Linked DNA regions of Mus musculus: all the other regions are linked to region 3. A link is a contact called in public HiChIP or PLAC-seq and promoter capture Hi-C data. All regions are on one chromosome and are shown on one strand. The core of a region is the stretch at or near the end of the contact, and the rest is flanking DNA. Distances in the headings are between cores, read along the strand shown. Region 1 has its middle 180 kb from the start of Fbxl17. Region 2 has its middle 65 kb from the start of Fer. Region 3 has its middle 33 kb from the start of Mir6420. Region 4 has its middle 160 kb from the start of Fbxl17. Region 5 holds the start of Fer (fer (fms/fps related) protein kinase).

Region 1 (2,700 bases), core at 124-2,623, 730 kb after region 3:
TCTCTCATGTTCCATCTCCTATTTCCTGTCTCAGCTCATTGGCCATAGTCTTTTTTATTGACAAGTTGGGCTTCCATAAAGTAAATAATAGGTTCTCTGTACCTATAGCCTCAGTTGGCAAGAAAAGCACTAGTCTGGGGAGTGGAGGGATTGGTTCTTTTTAAATATTTTTAAATCCTTCAAAGTTAGCATACTTACCTGGGGACTATACATGAAGGTTTGATGGAAACTCCAATTTCATACTAGTCCCTTCTGGTGAACAGCTTCAGGAATCAATCCCTGGATTTTCAAGTAGAAATATATCTATTCCCCAAGTTCAGTCTACTTCATAGATGGTACTAGAGTTATCTTTTCAGAAGGGGACTGTTAAGGTAACCTTGAACAGTTCCATTAGGGAGAGCTCATTTCTCCTGCTCAAAAATCTGCCCTTATCTTCAGGTGGACGCCTAACATTCAACCTTCTCAAAGTACAAGGGTTAATCCAGCTGGGCCTGTCCGTCATCTGTGCAGGGCCCACTCTCCCAAGTCCCACAGCCAGTGATGGGGCAGCGCTGGATAGACGTCCTCTCTAGTGACCCCGGGGCCAGCCCTCCCAGTTACTACAGGTCACGGTGAGGGGGAGGGGAAAGAGCATCACAACGCACCCATGCCATCTCACCGCAGACAAGTGCCCTCACCCTTGGGGCTGGTTCACCTGCAATCCCTCCACCAGGGCCAGCTCTACTGTGCTGACTGGCGAGGCTCAGGGCCCATTCTCCCGAGAGCCGCCAGCAATGAGAGATGGAGCCAGCTCTCCAGAACAAAACATCCAGTGAGGGACGAGGCCATTCTCTCTGGCACCCCTGGCACCTCTTGAAACTTTCCCAGGTTCTCAATGCACATAGTGGTCAAGGCTCTAGACCCAACACAGGGAACAACAGCACATAGGGATCTTCTCTCTATGCTGTATGGTCTCCATAGATGGCCTGCCTGCCGAAATCTGCTTTGAACAGATCTTCTTCAGTTTCACTAATCTCTTCACTGTGAGAGTGAAGGGAGTTGGTTAGCGGCAAGGGGTAGGATTTTCCCCTTTATCACTATATACTTTAGCCCCTACTCTTGCCAGAAAGGTAGTGGTAAGTCCCCAAGCTTAGACCCTTGTTACTAAATTTCAAAGTCTGGGCCTTTAAGTAGACAGAGCAGGACCTAACATCTTTTGTGGTAACAGCAAGAGAGTCTCTCAAATCCCACAAAGATGTAGTCATCTTTCCTAGTATAACAAACATCTGATCTTTGTGAGTTTCATAACCAATTGCAGATGCAGCTGGGGGTTTTCCACTACATTCTTCGAGATTCTCCCTGTCAACTTTTTAGCAAGTGATGTCATCACTAAGGGCCTCCAGGGAGCAGAGGGATTGCATGTGTCTTGAGTCTGTGTCCAGATTACAATGGTGTATATAAATCACATTACAGTATTTGAAAATATGTGACTCGTTATTTTCTTTGGACCACTGAAGTGCAGCATTTAAAAAGTCCAAATTAAAATTTTTGGTTTATTTCCCAGACTAGAGCTCATTGTATCCAGAGATTTATGAGTTCCTTCAGAGAGATAAGACCCAACTTCATTCCACTCATAAGAAGAAAAATAACCACTGTAGATACCCCGTGGCTTCTATCTCCTGTAGCAAGCTTCCTGTCTCCAAATTCCTAAGGATTGAGAGGACAAATAAACAGAGGATCTTGGGTGGACAGGGGAGAATATCACAGCAGGATGGGGAACATGCTTCACCAGACAACTGAAAAATAAAAATAAAAAAGAGGGAATAGAAACAAAATCTCCCAGATAGTGTTTGATGTTTTCATACGTAATACAAATATGAAGAACATGTTAGTGGCATGTATCATGAATCAGTTTAAGGCATTATTGTCACAGGCACTTGACTGCAGTAAGAACTACAATGTACATTTATAATGAGTAAATGTCATCTTTTGTGCTGTCCACCAAGTCCTCTTAAGAGATCCCTGTGAGAAGGGGAGGGACCCCAAATGGCATGATCAAGGTGGGACATAAAATCACAGCAGGACAAGTCACCAGTGTTTAAGAGGGGTTAGCGTGCTTGGCCTTGATCTGAACAAAATAAAGTGAATGAAACTTCCCAGGAAATATTTCTGGAGTACACTGAGGCCAACTGTTTGGTTGGACAATACTCTAGTCAAGTGTTGCGCTAGAACACATGAGACGGGTACACAGATCTGAGTCTAGTGAGACAATCTAGGCAGTGCTTGGAGCAGGATTTAAGTATCAGAAGCAAAGCATTGATTACTCTCCATTGTTGAATTTTCAAGGTGTCAATCAACTCCTAACAATGGTAATGGTTTTTTTTTTAATTTAACATTAAGTTTATTTATTTATTTGTTTATTTATTTGTTTGTTTATTATTTGTGTGCATGTGTTGGATGCGGGCGAGTGTGTGGGAGTTCAGAGGACAGTTTATGGCAGTCCACTTTTCTCCTTCCATAGCGTGGATCCTGGGAATTGAACTCTGGCCAGCTGCCTTGGCAGTGAGTGCTTTTACCCACGGAGCCACCTTGCAGGCCCCAAAGTAGCTTTTATTCTGGTGCCTGCGCTCCACTTCCACTCCACAGCAAAGCAGAGTAGGATCTGAAGAGTTGTAACAGTCTACCCAGAAGACGATTCTCTAGACGCTTCTTTGACCAGCT
Region 2 (2,700 bases), core at 5-2,504, 610 kb after region 3:
TTGACTTTCTGGAAGTATGACTCGGGGAGTGTTTAGGGACTCCGAGGGTTGAAAAGAGATGTGTCAAAGTGTGCCCTGGGAAATGACACCACGTCAGCTGTTCACTTGGACTTTCCGATCTAGGTAGCCAGCGATGGAGACAATGCTCGGTGGCATGTGCTTAGTTTGAGGTTAGGTGTCTAAAGCTCCTACTATGTGCTGGGTCTGGCCTGTCCCACGGCAATGCATTTTTCTTGTTTTGCTTTGAGATAGTGTTGACTGGCTACATCTCTTGATTTTTCTGCCTTAGCTTCCCAAATTCTAGGATTATAGGTATGCACCAGCATATTCAACTAGTATGGTTTTTGTTTTTCTTTGATTTATTCCTATTTTTATGTGTGTGTGTGTGTGTATACAAATACCTGAACAGGCCAGAAGAGGTTTCAGATCTCCTGGAACTGGAGCTAGAAGTGGTTTTGAGTTGCCTGACATGGGTGCTCAGAACCCAACTTACATCCTCTGGAAGAACAGTAAGCATTAAGCATTGCTGCGTGTCTTCAGCCCCATTGCTTTAACAGGAGGTATCCTAAGTGCCGACCTACCCACTTATGGAGTAAGTGGGGCCACAGACCCATTTAACTGAGTGTCACTCAGTCATGAGCTGGTCAGACTGGCCGTGATTCAGAATCAGCTTAGAGAGCAAATTCTTCCTGACATTTCCATTGTGTTATTGAAAAAAATTAGCAACTCCCCCAAATCCACAAGATAGAATTCATTTTAGATTTTAATATTATTTTAATAATTTTTTTCTCCAGATAGTGCTTATCATTGCAAGTACTTTAGTGAACTATTTCTTTTTGGCTTCAATAGGAAACCCATCAGGATAGTGACTGTAATAATAAAATTCTGTGCCAGATGAATCTCTCCACTGTTCTTCTAGTTAACATATAAAGAAACAAAGTCGAACACCAGTCTAGAACCTGCTTCTGAGATTTGTGTGTGATGGTGTGTGGTGTTGTGTGGTTAATAGTTGGGTCTCATATGTGCACGGGGCCAGCTGTCAAAGATGACACTGTGGGGGATCTGCTATGATTGGTGGCCTTGAGCATAGGGGTGTATGTCCATACAATAAGCTCACCGGAATGTGCATGGGGCCATAGCAGCAGCAGCAGCAAAATTGAGTATAAATTCTTGGTTGCTTTCACTCTGAACTCCACCCTTGACTCAAATTATCTTTATCAGATAACGGGTGAGTGAATCATAGTGAGTGATCTCCTCACTATGATGATCTCCCACAAGGGCGAGTGAATCATAGTGAGTGATCTCCTTGGCACGCCTTCCTAACATTCCTGTTGGAGTCATTTGGTTTCAGCCATGGCAATTTTCTCTGCTTCCTTTAAGAAAAAATCTTCTTGATTGAGCTAATGCTTATGATATATAGCAGTTAATATGGGATTTAGAAAAATAGAAGCAAAGCCCACAGACTGATGTAATAAGAGCAGGTGATGAGTTTATATTCCACATGGAATCTCTTGATATATCTACTTAATAACTTTTTAAAAAACATACATGAAATATCCCTAGAGTTTCTTTGTTAAGAGAGTAAAAGGGATGGAATTACCTCAAACACTTTATATAATTTTCTAAAAAGTCTATGCAGTCGCAACTGGTGAACTCAAAGATAATCCCATGTAAATAAAACACGGCCTTCCTTCTTAAATATTTCTAAGAGTGCGTATTGGATCTTAAATGAGAGCACATTCTTAAAAGTGAGTATGGAATGATATTCATATAAGGTGTTAGCATTTCTGCAGTATCCTCTATCCCATTCTAAACCTTAAAAGAGCTCTCTGCCTTCCCTCCTCCTCTCCCCCGCCCTCTCATGTACAGGCATGAAACTTCAGGTTCTTCTGTTTTCGCTTCCCAAGGCGCTGGACAGGAGCCATCACATCTAGTTTTAGAAGAATTTAGTAAAACACCAAAGGCTAAGAGGAATCAGATTCTCTGACTTCTTTTCAAATTAAGCAGATGTGTGTGTGTTGTGTGTGTGTGTGTGTGGACATGCGCACACACCCCTGTTATGTATGGGTTTGTAGGTGGTGGGAGTGGCTGTGAAGGTCACTACTGTCAGCTTGACTAGGTTTAAGATCACCTAGAAGACCACTTCTGGTCATGTCTGAGATGGTTCTTCCAAAAAGGTTTAACTGAGGAGGGAGGCCCACTCTGGCTGTGGGCAGCACCTTCCCCCTGGGCTGGAGTTCTGAACTGGATAAAAGAAGAAGAAAAACAAAACCTAATTGAACCCATATTTTTTATTATGAAGTTAGTTATGATGCCTTATATGAAATTTATTATTATTAAATATATATAATTATACACAATTCCTTTTCCAACAAAGACCATTAGTTATAGAAGTGGACATGGATTTGATTTCTGTTTGGGGAGCAAAAGAAAAGCCAAGGATACTTGAACATGTTTCTCAAAATTCTTGGCGCCTTCTCGACTTCATGGGCAGAGAGAAAGTTTCATAGAGGAGAGTTAGATGAGGAGAGAGAGAAAGGGGAAGCCAGTTTATTCACCCTTCCAGCTGGACAGGTACAACTACTGTAAACTGATGATGGAAAACCACTGCTTCACCAAGTTGCCAGTACCCTCCATTCATAAATGCTGTGCTGCTCTGGGCCCCCTCGGAGCCTGCCATCTCTCCACTCTGGAGCCGGT
Region 3 (2,700 bases), core at 136-2,635:
CAAGGAGTGATGGATAAGAATAGTAGGCTACGTTACAGGGGAAAGACTCGCTCACATTCAGGAAAGCTGTGTCTTGTAAAACCTCCAAGGCTATTTACCATGTAGGATAGAGGCGATCGGGGCCTCTGCTCTCCTGGCACACAGAAAGGCCAGGCTCATCCATGAAGAACCATCCCCTCCCATGATGAGATTCTGTAATCATTTCCCGTACAGATGAGGAGTGCAAGACACGGAAAGGATCCCTTGGATGTTAGAAGACTTTCATTGAAGCCATCGGCATTTGCCTTCCCATGGGAATGTTTTAGGATTTATCAACTCATTTCATTTACTACAGGAAACAGATTTCTGTCAGGCAGCTATTCTCAACCTGTGAGTCCCAACCTCCCCCACCCACCCCCACCCCCACCCCCAGGGGTTGCATATCAGATAGCCTACATATCAGATATTTATATCATGATTCATAACAATGGGAAAATTGCAGTTATGAAATAGCAACAAAATGAGTTTATGATGGGGGCGGGCCACCACAACACGAGGAACTGTATCAAAGGCTCACAACCTCAGGGAGGTTGAGGACCACTGACTGCTGGTGTTGCGGCTGAGCTCACAAACTGGAAGAGAGCGGGTTTGGGCATCAAGATGTATCCTAAGACGATGCTTTGTATTGGGTGTCTTGAAAAAAATATATTATGGTTTCATCTCTGGAATATCAGTTTAAAGTGTGACTATAAACTTCCTCACACGGTCTCACATCTACTATGCCCAAGGGAGCAACCAATGTTGCAGTAGGAAGAACATAATACACTCCTGATGTGAGGTGGTGCCATGTTGTGATTCTGGCCTGCACTGCTAACTTTTCTGAGGTGTTGCCCTATGGGTGAGCTAGGGAGTCTCTGCAGGGTCGATGCAGGTGCTAAAGATAAATGGAAGTGAGTTTCCCAGCACAGCATTCTGACACCCAGTAAGTGCCAGCAGTAGACAGCCACACTGAGCTGCGGGGTGGCAGCAAGCCTCTAACTTCCATTGCTGTCGAAATTTGGAAGGTTCAAGAACAAAATCAGAAGGAGATTTTTTTTAAGCCCTCTCTTCCTCCATATAAAAGCTTTTATAGGCACTGAAGATGTGTCACGCTGAATTCAACCTTTTTCATTCAGATTAATTTTAAACGTGGAGTGAAAAATGCTTCCAGCTGTCAAAGCACTGGCTGTTAGCAACAGCACGGGTGTTGTTCTTTTAAAAGGTCTCCTAATATTTCCCTTAGTAACTTGAAGCAGGGGAGCTTCTTTTTCTCTAGAATGATGTGAATAAAATACAGCTGTGTGGCAGAGGCAGGCGTCGGGCTGAGGAGCTTGGCAGTCTACAAGTGCCGTGATGCTGAGATCATGACTTATCACTGGAGCTTGTGATGTGCTCAGAGACGCCTTTTGTGTTTGATTTCCCAGCGATTCACATGGAGAAGTGTGGGAGATGAGCTTGTCTTTTACGTCCGGTTAAAAGTTACCCCACAGACATTAGAGGAAAGCAAGAAACACTGCCTACTCAGTGGGCAGGCTCCTACAGAGGAAGAGACACACTCAGCAAACAGTTGTGTGCTCGGGCTCTGGCAGATGGAGCCTTGCGTCCTTTGGCGAATTCTTCCACCCTGTAAAGTTTAATGATTTGCCCTCCCCACAGATTGCTGAACCAATTATTGCCCACGACTGTTTGATGTTGATTTGCTTCAAAAAGCCTCTCAACTTTAACTAATAGTTGCAATCTGAATTAACAATAACCAAGGAAGTATGGAATTGATGGGTGCATTCTGGTGATTCACTCCATACTCAGCTTGTTATCTGCATGAAATACAACTGTGGCTCCATGAATAATTCTCAAAAAATGTTGAATTTAAAATGAGCTCTGGGTAGGATAAACAGTAGTTGAATAATGCTTAAACTCCACCATCTGGTATTCTAGTATTTTAATGTGAGCTGAATTTCTTTTATTAGGTGCCTATTTGAGATTCTTCCTGTAGAGATCGTTCTGCCGAAGGAGTTCTGTAAGCTGAGGAGAAGCACAAGTTATGATTCAGGACCATTTTCTTTTATAGCAATGCTCTTAAAGGGAAACCCAAGCCGTAAAATCCCAGTCATCGTCCCTAGGGTGCAACTAAAGAATCCCTGACAAAGTTTCTCTTAATTCAGAGGATTTATTTGTGAGACTCCATATGGTTGGTGCATGGTACATGCAGAAGGAAGGGAAGAGTCACTTGGGGAACAGGGATGAAGGGAGGGCCCAGAAACAGGAAACAAAAAGAAACGACTGCCAGGGCACATGCTTGGCCTATGGAAGTAAAACAGAGTAAATGAAGGTTGTTTTTTTTTTTTTTTTTTTTTTAATGAAATGGTATTTAAAAAGGATCATCATACCTGTAAAAATAATAATTAATGAGAAATAATAATCAATGTTGGGGCTGGAGAGATGGCTCAGAGATTAAGATCAGGATCTGTTCTGCTCTTCCAGAGAACCTGAGTTCAGTTGCCAGCATCACTTGGGTGGTTCAAAACCCCCTGTACCTCCAGTTTCCGGAGGGTCTAAAGCCTCTAGAATCTATGGACACCTGAAGACATACACACTTTAAAATAAAATAAAATATAATATAATATAATATAAAAGCGAACACTATTTTCTGAAAGTTTTAAGCTAAGCTAGCTACTCCTGTAA
Region 4 (2,700 bases), core at 26-2,525, 750 kb after region 3:
ATGCTTAATTGTTTCAAAAAAGAGAAACAGCTAGGATGTTTTCCCCTCATTAGAACACAGACAGGAAAGGCAGCTTGCTTGCAGGGAAGCAGCAAGATGCTGAAGAAATGAAGGGGTGGGGCTGCGGAATCAGCCCTGAATTGGTTAGGTCAGGCTTAGGAAGAAGGGATAATTCGGAATTGGTTAACTAGTACAGACATGAGGAGGTCTGATTGTAGTAAAGTAGTGTTTTACTGTACTGGTACACGCAACTAGAACCCTGCGTGTTGGCTAGTTTTATATCAACCTGACATAACTAAAATTATCCAAAAGGAGAGAACCTCAGTTGAGAAATTCCCTCCATAAAGCCAGGCTGTGGACAAGCCTGGAGAAATTCTTCTTAACTAAGGAGTCATGTGGGAGGGACCAGCCCTCTGGGGGTGGGGCCACTTCCGGACTGGTCATCCTGGGTGCTGTTAGAAAGCAGACGGAGCCGGCCATGAGGAGTAAGCCAGTGGAGGATGGAGTGAGCAGCAGACTGCCTGTGAGTTGAATGGGCCTCAGTATGTGTTTCCCAAGCCCCTTCCCTGAAAGGTCATCTTGGCCACAGCTCTGTGGGTTAACATCTGCATACAGCTGCCATCTCCTGCCCACATACATCTAGTCATTGGGCGATCCTAGTATCTCATTAACACTATTAACAGAATTAACATTAATACTAAGTCCTCTAGTTATTCTACTTGATAATTCTATTTCTCTAATTAGGGTTTAAACGTATTATTTTTCATCACACTTTGCGTGTGTAGGGGGCAAGGCAAGAGTGTGCGCATATGACTGCAGTACCAAGGGCGGCCAGATGAGGATGTCATATACCCTGGAGAAGGAGTTACTGGTACTTGTGAGCTGCCCAACGTGGGTACTACGAACTAAACTCGGGTCCTCTGGAAGAACAGTTTGTTCTCTTAACAACTGAACCCTTTCTCCAGCAGCCCCGCCAAGTTCTTGATGTAATTCTGGCTGATACAACTGTAAGGGTATTTTTGGTGTAAGCTGAGGCTAAGAAAAGAAGGAAGGAATTATGCTGATGTAGTCAGCTATACTTTTCAAAAACATTTACTTAGGCTGCAAAAGGAAAGAGAAATGGTAACGGATGCGGAATGGATGTGGGTGGGTGGATCAGTTACAAAACTTGGTCAGTCGCCCAGAAAAGACTAATAGTATTTGTCATGAACTAGACGAGGACATTAGGAAGATTGCTCCCAGATTTCCAGCTTGTATAACAGGAAGAGGCAACATCTGCAACATGTAGAACACTGGAGAGAACTGGGGCTTCCAAGTGTAGGCGAACGAATAGTGAGTAGTCCAACTAGCTTGGCTCCAAGGACGTTTGATATGAAAAGTCCCTGGGAAAAGCAAGACCATGGGATGTAGTCAGCTGGACTTATGAGTCTTGGAAGAAAGGTTTGGAAGATGTAAGTTCCTGAGACATGGTCAACAACAGTGCCTCAGAGGGAGGTGTAGGAATGGTACTTGAGCAATCCCATTGTTTTGTTACTAGACAGAGGAGAGGTACAAAAAGAAGTGTCAAAACTAAAAGGTCAGTGGGCTGGGTAGTGGTGGCACACAGCACTTGGGAGGCAGAGGCAGGCGGATTTCTGAGTTTGAGGACAGCCTGGTCTACAGAGTGAGTTCCAGGACAGCCAGGGCTACACAGAGAAACCCTGTCTCAGAAAACCAAAAAAAAAAAGAAAAGAAGAAGAAAGAAAAGGCAGAGAAAACACATAGAACCCAGCTATTAACACAGTGCATTGTCTCGTGTAAATATCTGACAGATGAGGAGTATATTTCCAACATGCACACTTCCTTCTCCTACTGATGACAAATCATGTTTTCTCTGCGATTTTCAGAACCCACAGACATGGCTAGATGGTGTTGGGTTTTGAGAGCCTTGGTTTGTATCCTGACATCACCTTCAACCTGTTATGTGGCCTTGGCAAGTTGCCTAACCCCTCTTACTGGTAGAATGGGAACAGAATGTTTACTCTACATTTGTGAAAGTTAGACACAATGATGTAAAGTATGCAGCAGAATATGTAGCTGGGCAGAATACTATGGAAATATTAGGGAATAGCACTGAGAGCAACACAAAACAGAACACAAGTGTGTGAGGGTCTAACGAAGAAAGAGGACACACCTTATTTTGCAGAAATAAGCAAGTAAGGGAAGATCAGACTTCTGTTTCAACCACTGTTCAGTTGCCGTGAAGAGATGCCATGACCACAGCAACCATCGTAAGAGAAAACATTTAATCAGGACATGCTTATAGTTTCAGAGGTTCAGTCCATGGTGGCATGCAGGCTGACATGGCACTGAATAAGGAGCTGAGAGTTTTACTTCCAGATATGCAGGTAGCAGGAAGAGAATGACACTGGGCCTGAACTTGTGCTTTTGAAACCCCAAAACTCACCCCCCAGTGACACACCTCCTCCAACAAGGACACACCTCCCAATCCTTCTCAAGGAGTCTCTCTCCTAGATGACTAAGCATTCAAGAATATGAGCCTATTGGGGGCCATTTTTAGTCAAACCACCACAATCAGGGTGGGGACAACCAAGGACCCTCCATCCCAGGATCCTTGCCAGCTTTCCACCCACCCTGAAGCTTCTTCCAAAATATTGAGGTACACAGAAGGAGAAGAGAAGAGAAGAGAAGAGAAGAGAA
Region 5 (2,700 bases), core at 8-2,507, 540 kb after region 3:
TGTTCTTATTTCACAGATGGACTGCAAAGTATTTTTTAGATGTTAACCACTAAAATACTGTGGGCCTTATCTTTAGATTCTCTGACATCAGACGTTTATATACGGTGACTTCAGGTTGAGAAGGTTCTTTCTGAAAAATGCCTGAAAACTCCTGTACATGTTGGAGTAGCATATGTTAGGGTGACCGTGAGACCATTGTGAATATATACAGCTTCTTCCGAAGTAAAAGTATCAAAAGCCTCATTGCTCTTACGTCATAAGATATTGAAAATGAAAGGCTGCCCGAACAAACTGAAATTGCAATGGCATGCCCAACAAAAATCACAAATGCACAGAGTTCCAAGCGACCACCTCATGGAAACTTAATTGTTCAAAGGAGCCCTAGCTCTTACCAAAACTAATCTCATGAACTCCTTTCGGAGGGCTGATCTTAAGAGGAGTCCAAGGAAGACACAAAGGTGCCTCCAAATACCTCAGACCCCTAAAAAGCCCTTAGGGAAAAAATCACCCCTGACAAGTCCAGATGCCTCCAGAAGTCTCCCTGGGCCGGACTTCTGAAAGGCTGCCCTGAACCAAAGGGGCAGTGGGACGTGAAGCTGAAGCGAGGCGACACAGGGTCAGAGGGTCCTGATGAAAGGGGCTGCGGGAACTCTCGGGGCTGGGTGCCACAGGAGAGGGCGGCGACGGGTGAGGAGACCAGAAGGGGTGTGGGCACCGTGGGCGAGCGTCGGAGGAGCGCAAGAAGGGAAAGGGTGCGGGCTCCCCACCGCAGCAGCTCCCAACCCCGCCCCACGCCCCGCACACCCGCGACCCGCGACGGGGCGGGGCCAAGCGCCCGCCACGGCCGGCACCGCCCCCTCAGCCTCCGGGTCCCGGGCGGGTAGGAGGGGCGGGCCTGGCGGGCCGGGTGAGCAGCCCGGACCCAAGCCCAACCCGGAACGTTCCGTCGCGCGGGTAGGATGAGGCGAGTGTGACCCCGCAGCCCCGGCAGGGGACCGAGCTGGCTGAGGGCAGAGGAAGCGCCTCCGCACAGCCCGCGTCCGCTGGGCCAAAAGCCCGGCGCCCCCCTGCAGGCGGGAACGGTTACCCCCGCGCTGCGCTCGCCTTCCGGCCTCCTTCCCACCTCCCGGGGCGTTGCCCCGGGCAACGGTGCCTACGGACGGCGGCGTGAAACGCACCTACCTAGAACCTGACAAGCAGAAGCCCCTCAGACCCGGGAGCCAGTCGCCACCCGGCGTCACGGGGACTGCTCCAGCCAATAGGCGCCACCGTTGCGAGGCTCGACAGCCAATCCCGCTACACTCCGGTCTCCGGGCACCCCGAGAGTTTAGCCAATGAGAAGGAGCAAGGGGCGGGCGCTGCCACCGGCCCCAACCCCCTCTTCTACAACCTCCCAGGAGGCGGGCGCGGCCCATTGGCTCGGACCCGCGAGGGGCGGAGCTCAGCGAGTGGGCGGAGGCTGGAGTTGCGGGCGTGAGGAGGCGTGGGCCGTGGCCACCGCCCTGCGTGCTGTTTCCCGTCGAAGCTTGTTCTTGCGGTCTCTCGCGTAGAAGATCCCGCTTCTCCGAGCCCAGCCGTCGGCCTGAGCGGTGGGATGGGCGCGGAGACCGAGGGAGCCTGACAGGAAACTCCGGAGACTCGCGGGGCCAAAGCCGGGAAGTAGCCTGTCCGGGTGATAAGCTGAGGCCGCCCGGAAGGGTCAGCCCCGCGGCCCTGCCGGAAAGGAGGTGTGACGAAACGTGGAGCGCCCGCGGGGGACCGGCGAGGGCCGGCTCTCCTTCCCACCCCGAGCTGGCTGTGCAGCGAACTCTACCTTCCCGCGCTCTGCTTGCGTGTGCTGTAACGTGGATTCCTTTAAATCGGCTTTGCGTTTCTGCGGTGTGCTCAGAACTGCCTTTCCCGCTCCTGTGCCTGCAGTGTCAGACGCTAACGAGCTGACATTCTCTGGAAACATGAGGATGCTCTGCAAAGAGAGCCGCGAGTCCTGGGAGCGGTCCCCTCGAAAGTACTTACCTCTAGGAAAGTCTAGAAAGCGAGGGCCTAAACTGATGTGTTCTTCCAGTGAGGGCTGTTTTCCGAAGCGCTCCTTTGCCAATTTGGTACAAAACAGGAGTAAGGTGGACCTGAACAGATCTTAGTAGGTGATCTGGAGCTCTGTGATAGGTGTTCATGGAGCGTCACTCTCGGGATTGCTGTAGCACGCTTTTTAAGGCAGTGTCCTCTTGTACGTGAGCTCAGCCACATTCACATTCGTCGCCTGCAACAAGTCTGACAGCTCCATTTCCCCTCCCACCCTTAAACCTTTGAGTTAGATTAGAGCCAAAGAAGAATTAATACTTTTTAAAATTCTAAATGGTTATTCACTTAAGTCAGTTTCAAAGACCAAGAAACCAAAACATACTTTAAGGACACAGATATCTTACAGTTGAAAATGGATGAGAGTCTCTCCCCCTTTTTCTCAGAAAACAATTATAAAGTTCTCTTGTCAGATTTATGGTCCAGGAATATCTTTTTCAAGAACGTGGAATGCACAAGAGTTGTGAATCGTTGTTAGAGCACTTGAAACCTTAGATGAACCTCAGCCAGGCTATGGGAAGCCACTAACAAACCTGGGAGTCGGTGTTTTTCTAAGTTCACAGATAGCAGAAGTTCACCTTATCACCCAGTTTCTGAGAAATTCTAGAACTCCAAATTTTGAAA

Evidence for each region. Promoter capture Hi-C pulls out the DNA fragments that hold promoters and counts their contacts. HiChIP or PLAC-seq counts read pairs in DNA pulled down with a chosen protein or histone mark.
Region 1: an H3K27ac HiChIP or PLAC-seq map of embryonic fibroblasts shows a contact between it and region 3, with 6 times the contacts expected there. The contact joins two enhancer-like sites. A contact is called at or near these places in 1 of 15 datasets of contacts at CTCF or cohesin (the NIH/3T3 cell line) and 2 of 115 datasets of contacts at active chromatin or transcription factors (the NIH/3T3 cell line and embryonic fibroblasts).
Region 2: a FOXA1 HiChIP or PLAC-seq map of pancreatic cancer cells shows a contact between it and region 3. The contact joins two enhancer-like sites. A contact is called at or near these places in 1 of 484 Hi-C or Micro-C datasets (the HL-1 cell line), 2 of 115 datasets of contacts at active chromatin or transcription factors (the NIH/3T3 cell line and pancreatic cancer cells) and 1 of 9 other capture datasets (embryonic stem cells).
Region 4: a CTCF HiChIP or PLAC-seq map of the NIH/3T3 cell line shows a contact between it and region 3, with 7 read pairs. The contact joins two enhancer-like sites. A contact is called at or near these places in 1 of 15 datasets of contacts at CTCF or cohesin (the NIH/3T3 cell line) and 1 of 115 datasets of contacts at active chromatin or transcription factors (the NIH/3T3 cell line).
Region 5: a promoter capture Hi-C map of cranial neural crest shows a contact between it and region 3. The contact joins the promoter of Fer here to the enhancer-like site in region 3. A contact is called at or near these places in 3 of 39 promoter capture datasets (the C10 cell line, cranial neural crest and hippocampal neurons) and 2 of 115 datasets of contacts at active chromatin or transcription factors (astrocytes and bone marrow-derived macrophages).

What each region holds. Positions count from the first base shown.
Region 1 is chr17:63,677,109-63,679,808 of GRCm38.p6, reverse strand. No RefSeq gene overlaps it. Among named protein-coding and RNA genes, the nearest start is that of Fbxl17, 180 kb to the right of the region's middle. Within about 2 kb of position 1,373, at least 51 of the 459 cell types and tissues checked have an H3K27ac peak or open chromatin away from gene starts, as enhancers often do. A contact at or near this core is called in the NIH/3T3 cell line and embryonic fibroblasts, where this site is marked.
Region 2 is chr17:63,797,760-63,800,459 of GRCm38.p6, reverse strand. No RefSeq gene overlaps it. Among named protein-coding and RNA genes, the nearest start is that of Fer, 65 kb to the left of the region's middle. Within about 2 kb of position 1,254, at least 50 of the 459 cell types and tissues checked have an H3K27ac peak or open chromatin away from gene starts, as enhancers often do. A contact at or near this core is called in the HL-1 cell line, the NIH/3T3 cell line and pancreatic cancer cells, where this site is marked.
Region 3 is chr17:64,406,451-64,409,150 of GRCm38.p6, reverse strand. No RefSeq gene overlaps it. Among named protein-coding and RNA genes, the nearest start is that of Mir6420, 33 kb to the left of the region's middle. Within about 2 kb of position 1,385, at least 63 of the 459 cell types and tissues checked have an H3K27ac peak or open chromatin away from gene starts, as enhancers often do. A contact at or near this core is called in the HL-1 cell line, the NIH/3T3 cell line, embryonic fibroblasts and 1 more, where this site is marked.
Region 4 is chr17:63,659,561-63,662,260 of GRCm38.p6, reverse strand. No RefSeq gene overlaps it. Among named protein-coding and RNA genes, the nearest start is that of Fbxl17, 160 kb to the right of the region's middle. Within about 2 kb of position 1,275, at least 75 of the 459 cell types and tissues checked have an H3K27ac peak or open chromatin away from gene starts, as enhancers often do. A contact at or near this core is called in the NIH/3T3 cell line, where this site is marked.
Region 5 is chr17:63,862,538-63,865,237 of GRCm38.p6, reverse strand. It overlaps Fer (fer (fms/fps related) protein kinase), which reads right to left and starts at 1,257. Exons shown (of 19, transcript NM_001037997.3): 1 at 1,183-1,257.